2 separate regions of the Mus musculus genome follow, and region 1 is linked to region 2. Evidence: chromatin contacts called from public Hi-C data. All regions are on one chromosome and are shown on one strand. The core of a region is the stretch at or near the end of the contact, and the rest is flanking DNA. Distances in the headings are between cores, read along the strand shown.

Region 1 (5,767 bases), core at 1,615-4,114, 100 kb before region 2:
TGTAGAGCAGTCTGCCTGCGTGTAAATCTATGCATCGCACACTTCCCTGGTGCTTTCCGAGGCCAGAAGACAGTGTTAGATCCCTTGGGATCGGAGATTATGGGTGATTGTGAGCCACCCTGTGGGTGGTGGGAACTGTACTTGGGTTCTCTAGAACAGCCAGTATTCTTAACCACAAAACCTCCTCTCCAGCCTCCTGCAGATATCTCTTGACAAGATGATTTCAAATCGTTTGGTAAATGACTAGTGTTGGGGTTGCTGGGGCTGGAGAGTAGGTTCGCAGTGATCTGGAAACCAGGCCGCAGCTTCACTCTTAGATGTTTACAGCTTCGATACTGTGTTGGAAGGTGTCTAGGTTCTTGGAGTTGTGCTAAGTTGTTTGCTGCGGCACACCCAGGGCTTGGTAAAGATGTGTGTATTTAAAACAGCTCATTAAACAGCCCGGAGTCCTTGTAAACCAAGTTCAGTCTCTAACAGTCTAACAAGACTCTCCTTTATCCTTAGGTGTTTTGACTTGGAGAGGACACTAGGTTCACATGTAGACTTTACCGAGAGTCGGCATGTCCTTGAAGCCATGTGTGAAGGCGCTGTTCTGCCTCTGGGTGATGCCCCATGGGAAGGACATGCACTGCTAGCTATTGCAGGTGCTTTCTGCTGACCATTCAACACGTTACAGTTCTGAGCCTCACTAGTTTTGTAGCATAATATTCCCCCAGTAGTGACCTGTTTCAGCAGGCAGGGTGTGGGCCAGCTCAGTCAGACCCAGGTCTGTTTGTTTTCATGCAGTCTTGGCTCCTCACTGGAGGCTCTCTGCTGCCAACTGTGGGCTTTGGTTGAGGCTTGTGGCAAGATTGTGGGTTTAACCCAGGAGTATTGCAGCATCACTTGTCATGGAGGTATCACACTGTTCAGTGGCCTCCTATGGTTTAGGTTTAGATCATTTGTCATGTGGCTTAGGTTTGTGTGTGTTCATGGCTTTCTCCTCCTTTAGTCCTTTCCTGGGTCACACAGACATGCGAGCGGGGAGTAAACCCTGCTGATGACTTTGCCCTTGCTTACAGTTTCAGTTTCCAGGCAGCTTTCTTTACAATCGCTCACATACAGACCCAAGCTAACTGGACACTGACCCTTTAGATTAGCCCACTTTCCCAACAGTTCTCATGTGACTTTGATATTAAGTGGAACTGTTAATAGAGTTAGTAGTTTAGTGTGGACAGTAAAGACCATGCTCACCCATGCTCAGTGCATGTGCTCTCAGCGAGCTGAGACACATGGTGTGTTTGGTTTGTGAGTGCTTTTCTTTGGAATGCTGCTCAAAGGTTGGGATTTTACCATCTTTTCTTTCCCTCAGAGGTGCTGGATGCCAAGATGATGCACAGGTAAAGGGTAAGCCAAACATGGAGGAGGCTGGGCAAGTTGTGTGCTCACTGCTCATGGTTGGCGTGCAGGCCCTCCCTGTTACTGGGAGACCGTCAGGGCTTCCTTGGTGTTTCCTCACCATTTCTCTTAGGGTCTCTTAGAACATGGGCCTTGGACAGCTCCACCTTTTCCGAGAACTTCCAGGGGTGGACTCTTTCCCTACTTCCTCAGTGAATTCAGACTCAAGTTCTTCGCCCTAACCCACTTGTGCAGTCCTCCACAGCGCACTGCAGCCTCTTCAGCTCCCCATACTTGTATGGAATGCATGTACTTCTATGCATTTCAACTGTGCAAATGCCGGAAAAGACTCAGGTTGTCAAGGTGACTGGAGCTAGGCATGCCACTGTCACTCAGGAAGGCTCTGCTCTGCCATTGACCTGTAGGAAACGGCTCTATTCTCAGAAGTTAAAAGGTGGGCTGGTGAGGTGGCTCCATGGTTCAGAGAGTTTACTACTGCACAGCAGAGGGCTCGGTGCCACGCATGAAGGTGTTGGTATGCATTTGACATCTTTTAATTACATTGCATTTTGTAGTGGATGCTGTTGTGTGTCCTGTTTAAAGATTAAAGAATGTTCCAAAACCACTTAGAGCAGTGTTCCTTGAAGCAAGCTGACAGTGAAGAGGTGTCCTCCCTCCTCCTTCTTCTCCACCTTCGTCCATCCGTCCGTCCGTCCGTCCTTCTGTGTGTGTGTGTGTGTGTGTGTGTGTGTGTGTGTGTGTGTGTGTGTTCCAGTTATAATCGTCTGCAGAGTGCAGTCTTATTTCTTGGACATTCAGACATGCCTTTTCGATGCCGTGAGCTTTGGGTAGTTTCATCATTTAGTGTGTGTGGTTTTTTTGTTTTTTGTTTTTTCCAAACAATGCCTTAGTTACATCTATCTCAAGTGGCTCTGGATTTGTGTCCTCACTTACAGAGCAGTCATTTTATAGAATTTTCCTTCATGTCAGGAAACACGGTAATTGTGCACTGGTGGAATGTGCCGTGCATATGCACACTCTGTACTGTTTTCTGTGCTGTTGTTTTCCTGGGGTCTTGGTGGGATGCTGTGCTTTGTTGAGATAGGACTTGCTATGTATTTGTGGAGAACACTGTTGCTGTTGAAATGTATATTGTATTTCCAAATGTTTGTGGTCTGTTGGGAGAGTCACCCCCTCAATTCTAAAACCGATATGATGGGGGGAGGGCGGGAGACTGATATGTGCTTAAGGACCAGGAAGTTCTGGAGTGTCTGAAATCTAGCCAGCACAGACTGCAGCTATTGCTTTAAACACTTGTGTATCTTTAGAAACAAACGCATACTATTTTGTTATAGTTCATTCTCCTTTAAAAGCAGAAATGTGTGTATTGCATAAACCTTAATACTTGCATGTCTACATCTATGTATAAATGAGGAGGAGGTTTGAGACTACATCACAATCTCTTATTGTCTTCCCACAGCCCTGTCAGCCTCAAGGCATTACGTCACCAAGTGAGAAGCCATGCCTCTATCCTGAAGTGGTAAAGATGCTATTCCTGAAAACAGCTTGAATTACTAAGCTGCTTTTTACTTTCAAAAGCTTTTGAAGTATTTTGGGACTTGCCAACCACTATTAGTTGGAAGTGTGTTTGGTTTGTTCTGGGAGCTGATAGTTGTCTGAAAGAAGGGTTAGAAATGTCTCGTTTCTTTGGGAATTGTGTTATAATTTGGATTAATTAGCTTTCGCCTCAGAGTTTTCTCTTTTATAAATAGGGCAAACCCCATATTTGTCAGGAGTTCTGGGCCCCAGTTAGCCAGCTGAGTTTTTACACAAGCTTTTACGCTTGGACCTGGATGCTGGCTCCAGGTGCAGACACAGCACCATGGATGCTGAAGATGGCGTTACTTCCCTGGTGTCATCCCTTCCACCTTCTGCTTGATGTGTGCTAAGTGTGCCCACTTCTGATGAACTGAGGGCCCCTTGGTTCCTCAGCATTGCTTTAATGTAGCTACAGACCCATGGAGTGGAGAGCTGCAGTCTCATGTTAGGAGTCTAGTGTCTATGAGCATGGCAAAATGCCTACCGTCCCTTGCCGAATTATCTGCAGGGTCTCTGGGGTTTTTAACCTAGCTCAACCAGAAACCAGGCTGCCTTTAACAGTCCCACATAGCAAAAAGCATATAGTGTTAAAGGGGAAATTGCAAAGTTGTGTTAAAGGGGAAATTGTAGTAAAGTTACATGATTTTTAATAAAATAAAAAAAGAGGATTTTTAGGAAGTATAAACCAGTCATTGTGTCATCCATCTATCCATCTATCCATCCATCCATCCATCCATCCATCCATCCATCCATCTATCCATCCATCCAGGTGGTGGGGATGAAGTGTGTTTGTGTAGCCCAGACTGGCCTTGAACTCAGAGATCTCTTGTCTCTGTCACCTAAGTGCTTCTGGGGTCAAAGGCGTGTACCACCATAGCCTACCATTCTGATTTGTTATTTTAGAAATAAAACCACCCCCCCCCCCACAGAGTTTCTCTCTATAGCCCTGGAACTCACTCTGTAGACCAGGCTGGCCTTGAACTCAGATATTCCCCTGCCTCTGCCTCTGCCTCCCAAGTTCTGGGATTACATTGCTGCTTTAAAACACCCACGTTCACTACAGACCCTTTCCCTCAACCAAGAAAGGCACCAATTATCAACACTTGATAACTTAGTAGCCACTTGAGCCTTTCTGTACCTGAAATCTTGACAAAAAATTGAGACATAAAGGCCCCAAACTGTGTTATTTTAGGAAATTTAAGATATAACATTTTACCAGATAGTGGTGACAGGCCTTTCCCCGCACTCAGGTAGCAGAGGCAGGTGTTTCTGAGTTTGCAGGGAGCCTCGTCTACAAAGTGAGTTCCAGGACATGCAAGGCTACACAGAGAAACCCTGTTTGGAAAGAACAAGCACAACAGTAACACACAAAACCAAAAGATACGGCAATGTAACTTCTAGAAACAATCAATTAATTAAAAATGATGCAATGTTTTTCTTAGGGCTATAAAATTTATTTTGTAGCTCTTGTGTATTTGCAAGGGAGCCAGAAGGCCTCAGCTCTAGACTTTTGTGTCTGAATGATTTCTTTTTCCAATAGTTGAATGGTGCACAGCAGTGTCTTCCCACACGCCTTTGAGTGCCCACCCTGAACCCTTGTCTCCTTCCTTGCTCCTACACTCCCATGAGTCTTCTACTTTCAGGTCATATGTGTTCACGTGTGTTGTGTGTCTGTGTGCACTCCATGATTTAGTGGCTTTGGTCACATCCAGTGCCATCAGAGCATTTACAGGGCATAATTAAAAGCTCATGATACCTCACAATTGTAGGCTGCAATGAAACAGTAAGAGGGGGTATTGTTGTTTAGGGTGTGGTTAGAGAAATAGTTGTATCTTTTAATTAAACAAAGGATGGCTAATGCCTGAAAACTAGTCTATTGAACAGGAGGGACTGTGAGCTTTCAAACAAATCAGGAACTTGAGAATCACGGTGTGTAGGTTCTTTTGTCACTGATGAATTTGAGTCTTAGCGATGCTCAGTGGTGATCTCAGGAGCCCAGATCGTTGCTTGGCATCTGTACCCCTGAGAAGAGAGGGCCTTGCTTGAGACTTCGGTAGCATAGACTCTTAAGGCATCTCTTCCAGATGGCAGGATTTGGGGGAGAGCGGGGTGATAGTTTACTAAGTCTTAGTGTGTGTGCACATGCGTGTGTGTGTGTGTGTGTGTGTGTGTGTGTGTGTCCCCATGTGCACACTGGAGCCATGGCACTTATGTGGAAGTCAGGGCTGCTACAGAGAGTAGTTTTTCTCCTTCCTCTATTTGGGTCCCAGGGATCAAACTCAGGTAGTAAGGCCTGGTGCCTCCCATATTATAATGGCTGAGCCATCTCAGCAGGTCCACGTGTTACTTTTCATACTTGAAGGCTATTGTTTTGACTTTTTCAGTATTTTTGAACAAAGTATTGATGAGCTAATAGTTAGCATTGTGAATTTTTTCTTATTTTAAAAAGGAAGTTGACATAGTAGCAAGTGTTGTGCTTTAAGCGAAATGATAAGAGGAAGGCAAACCAGCCTGAGTGACTTGGCTGGCAAGAGGCTGTCTCTTTGCAGGGGATTTAGAGGGACGATTAGGAAAAGAAAGAAAAGAGACAAGTGTAGAGCTCCACAGCCAGCGATCTTGGACACCGTGCTTACCTGATGACTGTTTTGTTCTTTCACAACATGGGATCAAGCAGTTTTCTTAGGTTTAAAAATACTTTGTTGAATATTGACTCTTATTTGTGTTCCCTTTGGTATCATATGACATTTGAAGAGAGAAAGCTACAAATAGAAGAAGTTTGACTAATTTTAGG
Region 2 (5,346 bases), core at 1,104-3,603:
GAAGTTGATTGAGTTTGCTTGATTTGTGCAGAAGGAAAGTCATGATATGCTAAGTAGAAGCTCAGTGTCAAAAGTGAGGGAGGCAACTCGGGTCTTAGGCTCCTCCCACTGCTAACAAAGTGCAGCTGCAGGTTTAGTGTGCACGCACGCACGCAGGGCAGGTGATCCTGTTGAAAAGATGAACCCGTTGGAGAGCTCAGGAAGGCCGTGTGTTTTCTGTTAGCAGAATGCTTCCTAATGAGTAGGAATGTGCTGCCGGTTTCACGGAGCCATATGGCAACTTTGCTAATTTTAGCTGGGTGCAGTTGCCTGATTCTTTCCTTTTGCCTTCTAGAACCTCTGAGATGCTGCACAACTTTTCTTGTAACTTTTAACCTGTGCTGCTTGGCCAGACACTATGTGTCCCTGTTTCCATGACTTCTTTGTCCCTCATGGGTCTGTACAGGTTGTACTGCTACCAAGTTTCACAGCCAGGTACTGCATGCAACACAGGGCAGGCAGGGCAGAAGCAGTGCGTGTATTCCCGGTAGGATCTTAGAGTCTGCTATGCAGGTGATTAGACTTGTGTTTGACATCAGCCCATTGAAAAATCGATAGGTTTCTGAGTGAATGCTTTTACTCATTTTAAAGCAGTGGGATTAATTATAAAACCTGTGTAGTGTATCTGGTTCATTTTAGCAAAAGATTTTAATGTTCTACTCTGAATAACTTGGATTCAGTTTTTTTTTTTTAAAGGCAGTGCTCTTCATGCTTGGCCTGATGTGAAAGTCATTAATTGGCTTTCCAGTCGAGGGTGGATCTGGTCTCGAGCACACAGGGATTTTTATATGTATAAATATCTGTGCAGTATCGTCATCAGACAACATGTCACAGAGTGGGCCCTAGTTGATGACGTCTGTCTTTTTAAAGCTAATGTTTGTAAGCTTCTACAGCCTTTTTTATTGAGAGAGAGAGAGAGAGAGTGAGCGTTCGCAATTGAGCACACACGAAGGTGTATATCATCTTCTCCCGTGATGATTCCTCACCTCATACCTGTAACGGGTACTCCAGTGGTACTTGAGTTTCTGTCTGCCTGACGGCTGCCACTGCTCTGCTGGAGTAGAGCAGTCATGTGACTGCCCATCAGAGCCAAGGCTGCCATCCCTCTATTCTGAAGGGAGGGACCCTCTATTCTGGCAGTGTTTTATGGAAAGACTACACTTAAATGTTCTCAGTACACTTGGCTAATAAACAAATACACAATACTAATATAAAAAAGCATTAGTTACCACCACAGACCAATGAATATACCTCAGAGGAATCTAAAAAAAAATAAAACTATTTCATAATTCCCAAATAGCTCATATGTTTTCTTTTAAAATGAATTGTTTTTTACAAAGCTGTATTTTTGATTTATTGCTGTTCTCACCAGAATCTGGGATTTTGCTTTCAGACTTCTCCTCGTGCATGGCAGTGACGAAGAGCAATTTAATCCATCCACTTCAAAGAAATGTTTTTCCTGCATTAAGTCAGTTTTATTTCTAGAGATCAAATGCCCCACCTTTTCTTTTGTTCTTAGAGAAAGCACAAATAATAATTACTTATGAAAAATAGGAATTTAATATTAATGATTTCCCCCCGTTTGCAGTATGACTCATCTTACACAGTCCCTGAAGAGACAGGATTTGTTCTCTGCTTTGAAACTGGAAATCTAATTAATTGGTATTAGATTTTTGGAGTACAGGCAAATGGAAGAGGGAGAGGGTGGGACATCGGGAACAGCCACCCAGGAGGACAAGGGTGGGCAAAGGTAGAGAAAGGGTTGGTGGGAGGGCTGTCCTGCCAGGGCTTGGCGTTTGTAAAGCAGAGCTGTGACATAGCTGTTCTATGCTTTTCAGAAATCTTCTGGAGAGCATTGTGCCTTCGCTGTCACTCTCTCAAGTCAGAGTCTTTATCTAAAGAACACGGCCGGAATGGCTAAGACACAGCAGGGACATGTGAAGTCAAAGCACAGAGGGACTCTGGAATTTAAATGTTAGCATCTCTTTCTCTGATGTTGTGATGAGATTTCATAAGGTTGTGATCATGGAAAATCTGGTACCAGCCTTCCACTGGTTCCTCTACCAAAGGGTATTTTTATAACAATGTATTTTTATAGTTAATGGATGAAGAAAACTAAATATAGTTCATAACCACTGAGAAAATTGCCTAATTTAAAATATTAAATGGTGTGTTTTAGTATAGAAATGCTGTACTTACGGAAGTATAAATATCTAAGAATCAAAGCTTATTTTTATATGCTGCATACAAATGGCTTACTCATTGCTGCACTGTCTGAGATACAGCACATGTCCAGTTAACATACAGTTAGTCCCAGAGGAGAGCTCCTCACCCCTCCCCCAGCTCCCTCCTCCTCCCTCCTCTGCTTTGCCTCCCTACCTCTGCAGCTCTTATTTAATGTCAAGGCCGAACTGAATATTGGGCAGAAGTGGCAAGTACTTCATGAAAAAGTACAAATACTGAAAATTCAGGACAAGTTTTTTGTTTATTACAATTGCTTTAGTAAAGCTGGGTTTCTGGGTATTTTGTATCACTTGTTATTATTGACTAGTTTTTATTATTTTACTACTGAGAAGTGGCCCAAACGTAAACTCAATGCAGAACTGAAGAACCTTACAACAGATTGTCTAGAAAATGCATTCCAAACAGTGAGGTGTACAGGACTGCGAAGCTGGGTTTTCCCTGCCAGAGACTTTCTGGAGACGCTCTCAGGCTCCACACCGCTTGCCTTGTCGTGGTTCTGCACACCCGAGTGATCTTTAAAGTTACATGCTCCACTAATACAACTTCAGCCTAATACTGAACATTGTTTCTTTGGTCCTCACTACACCTCTAGTTTTGGTCATTTGGGGACACCAGAATATTGGCTTTTTTCACAGTGGGGTAGCAGCAGCGATAGTGCACGCCTCTGATCCCACTACTTGGAAGGCAGAGGCAAGTAGCCAAGCCTGGTCTACAGAGCAAGTTCCAGGACAGTCAGGGTCACACAGAGAAACTGTTTCTCAAAAAAACACAAAAAACAAAAAAAGAGAAAAGAGGAATATTGTTTGAAGGCCTGCCTGAGACTTGTGGTGGTCTTCTGCCACTGGTCCACAGGTCTAACCCCTAGAATCTAACCTAACCAATCTTAACATTCATGAAACACAGCCACCCATGCCCAGCCATCCCTCCCTTCTCTGAACTAAAGTTGGCTCCTTACGGCTCAAGCCTTCATTTTCCTCTTCTGCTGAATGACACGTGTTCTGCCCTCCTGGAAGCATTGTGAACTACTGGCCAATAAGGACTACCTTGACACACCACCCACTCACCCACTCCAAGGCCCTCGGGCTGTATTCCACTGCCTATGTGGGCTGTGATGTTAGAATCACCTGCTGCCTTTTTCCTTTTAAAGATTTACCAGGTGAGTATTAAAAGGAGAAAACAGCATATTTTGTTATTATAAACAGTTTTCCAGTATGGTACCTATTTTTATCCAAGTGTTCCAAAGTCTCTCCTAGCCCTTGTTCCGTGTTCTATCTGATTGATAAGTTTCTAAAAAGAAACTTGTGTGCTGATTTGCTCTTGGTTCTTTGTATCTGTCTTTTCCTAAAGGTGTAAAATGGTCTGTTTGAGCATATTGCTGCAACAGTTAGTTACACACCCAGGCCTGGAGTTTATAAGTGGCAGGGGTACTTGCCTGATTGAGTTGTCATAAGGAAAGTTGTGTACTTTACACAGAACTACTAATAGATGAATTTACTGCTATCAGAAAGCTATCATACCCTTTAGATATATGTCTCATAAAGTCTAATGATTGCTCAAGGGCTATGACAAACATCACTAAGATGTGTTTATTTGACCCTCAAAACAACAATAGTACTCCACTGAAAGAAGCGATCAGAATCTCCTCTGACCATAACCTTAGGTTTTCTAGCAGGTGATTTTAAAAACTGGAGAAGGAGTCTGAGCACCAGCCCTCACTCTTTGCCCCCTAACTCTAGGTCATGGCCAGCTGCCTTAGGCTCTGCCCTCAGACTACAGTGGTCCTCAACACTGCCTTCCTGTGTGTCATGAGCTAGGTCAACTTTGATTCCTTGTCAGGTTATTTTTGTTCAATGATGACAAAAATATCTAATACACATGGTAACATATTTGAGAGGTATTTTCTTTGATACTAGTTTTTATACTCTTAAGTTCAAGTAGTAGTATTTTATTCCATTAGGGAGAAAATGTTGTTTGTTTTAGATTAAAACTTTTTAAGGGCTAGGGAGAAGGATCGCAGGTGAGAGCCCGGGCTGCTCTTGTAGCTGTCAGTAACAGGCACGGAGTTCCCATTCACAGCAACTGCAGCTTCATCTCTCACTGGATCCCCCAACATTACCGTCAGCCAAGTGCCCCCCCACACACACACTCCTTCTCTAACCCGGAGCCTCACATTTACCACCAAGCTGCATGCCTGACCCAAGTCCAAGGAATAAGATAGAGATTTAACAGTGGAGGATGAACTGAGAGAAGAGCAGAGGCGTGGGAATTTACCGTGTCCACACAAATGTCTCTCTGTAGAGCAATTCTCTGGAAACCCTGCGCCGTACTCCTCAACCCTGCCCCTCGCCTTGCTTTCTAGGCTTGAGCTGCACCCTGAAGTGGAGCTCAGAGGGGAATAACTTTCCATTCCACCAACCTTCGAATTCACTAACTCTCACTGTGCCCAGGCCAGGGACAGCCCTCTTTGTCGGCCAAACAGAGTGACATTCCTGGCCTACAGTGCTGGCTGTTGAAGATACAGATGTCCTGTTCTGGCTTACTAATCTGCCTTCAGTGCAGCGGCATTCGTTCTGTTTTATGGACTGAGAAGACAAGAGCACTCAGGCATCCTCTAGAGCGTTGGTTCTCACCCTGTGAGCCATGGTCCCTTTGCAGGGGAATGACCCTTACTCTGGGGTCACCTAAGACCAGTGGAAAACAAAAATGTACATTATGATTCCTAACCGTAGCAAAAGTAGAGCTAGGAAGTAGCAATGAAGATAATTTAGAGTGGGGGTCGCCACACCATGAGCAGCTGTATCAAAGGCTGACAGCATTAGGAAGGTCGAGACCCACTGCTCTGGATGCATATCGGACTGATGGAAGGCAAGCCCTCTAGTCTGTGCCCGTGTCCCCTACAGTCTGAAACCTTGGGAGGACACCTCTTGTGTATCCTTCTGCCAGAGGATATATCTAGGAGGACACACCCCACAGACAGTGAGGGGCACAGGAAAGGACACCGTGTGCTCCATCTGAGCAAGGGTTGTCAGCACCTCGCTCCTCCACACTGAAGAGTAAAACTAA

The links. A called contact is a pair of places that touch in the nucleus more often than the background predicts.
Region 1: a contact with region 2 is called in a Hi-C map of cortical neurons, with 2.0 times the contacts expected there. The contact joins two enhancer-like sites. A contact is called at or near these places in 4 of 484 Hi-C or Micro-C datasets (cerebral cortex, cortical neurons and nephron progenitors), 1 of 115 datasets of contacts at active chromatin or transcription factors (the 230-238 cell line) and 3 of 9 other capture datasets (adipose tissue, embryonic stem cells and liver).

Annotation. Positions count from the first base shown.
Region 1 is chr1:13,296,813-13,302,579 of GRCm38.p6, reverse strand. All of the region lies in intron 1 of Ncoa2 (nuclear receptor coactivator 2), which reads left to right. Among named protein-coding and RNA genes, the nearest start is that of Gm23169, 35 kb to the left of the region's middle. Within about 2 kb of position 2,864, at least 15 of the 459 cell types and tissues checked have an H3K27ac peak or open chromatin away from gene starts, as enhancers often do. A contact at or near this core is called in cortical neurons, where this site is marked.
Region 2 is chr1:13,192,053-13,197,398 of GRCm38.p6, reverse strand. All of the region lies in intron 4 of Ncoa2 (nuclear receptor coactivator 2), which reads left to right. Among named protein-coding and RNA genes, the nearest start is that of Prdm14, 68 kb to the right of the region's middle. Within about 2 kb of position 2,353, at least 24 of the 459 cell types and tissues checked have an H3K27ac peak or open chromatin away from gene starts, as enhancers often do. A contact at or near this core is called in cortical neurons, where this site is marked.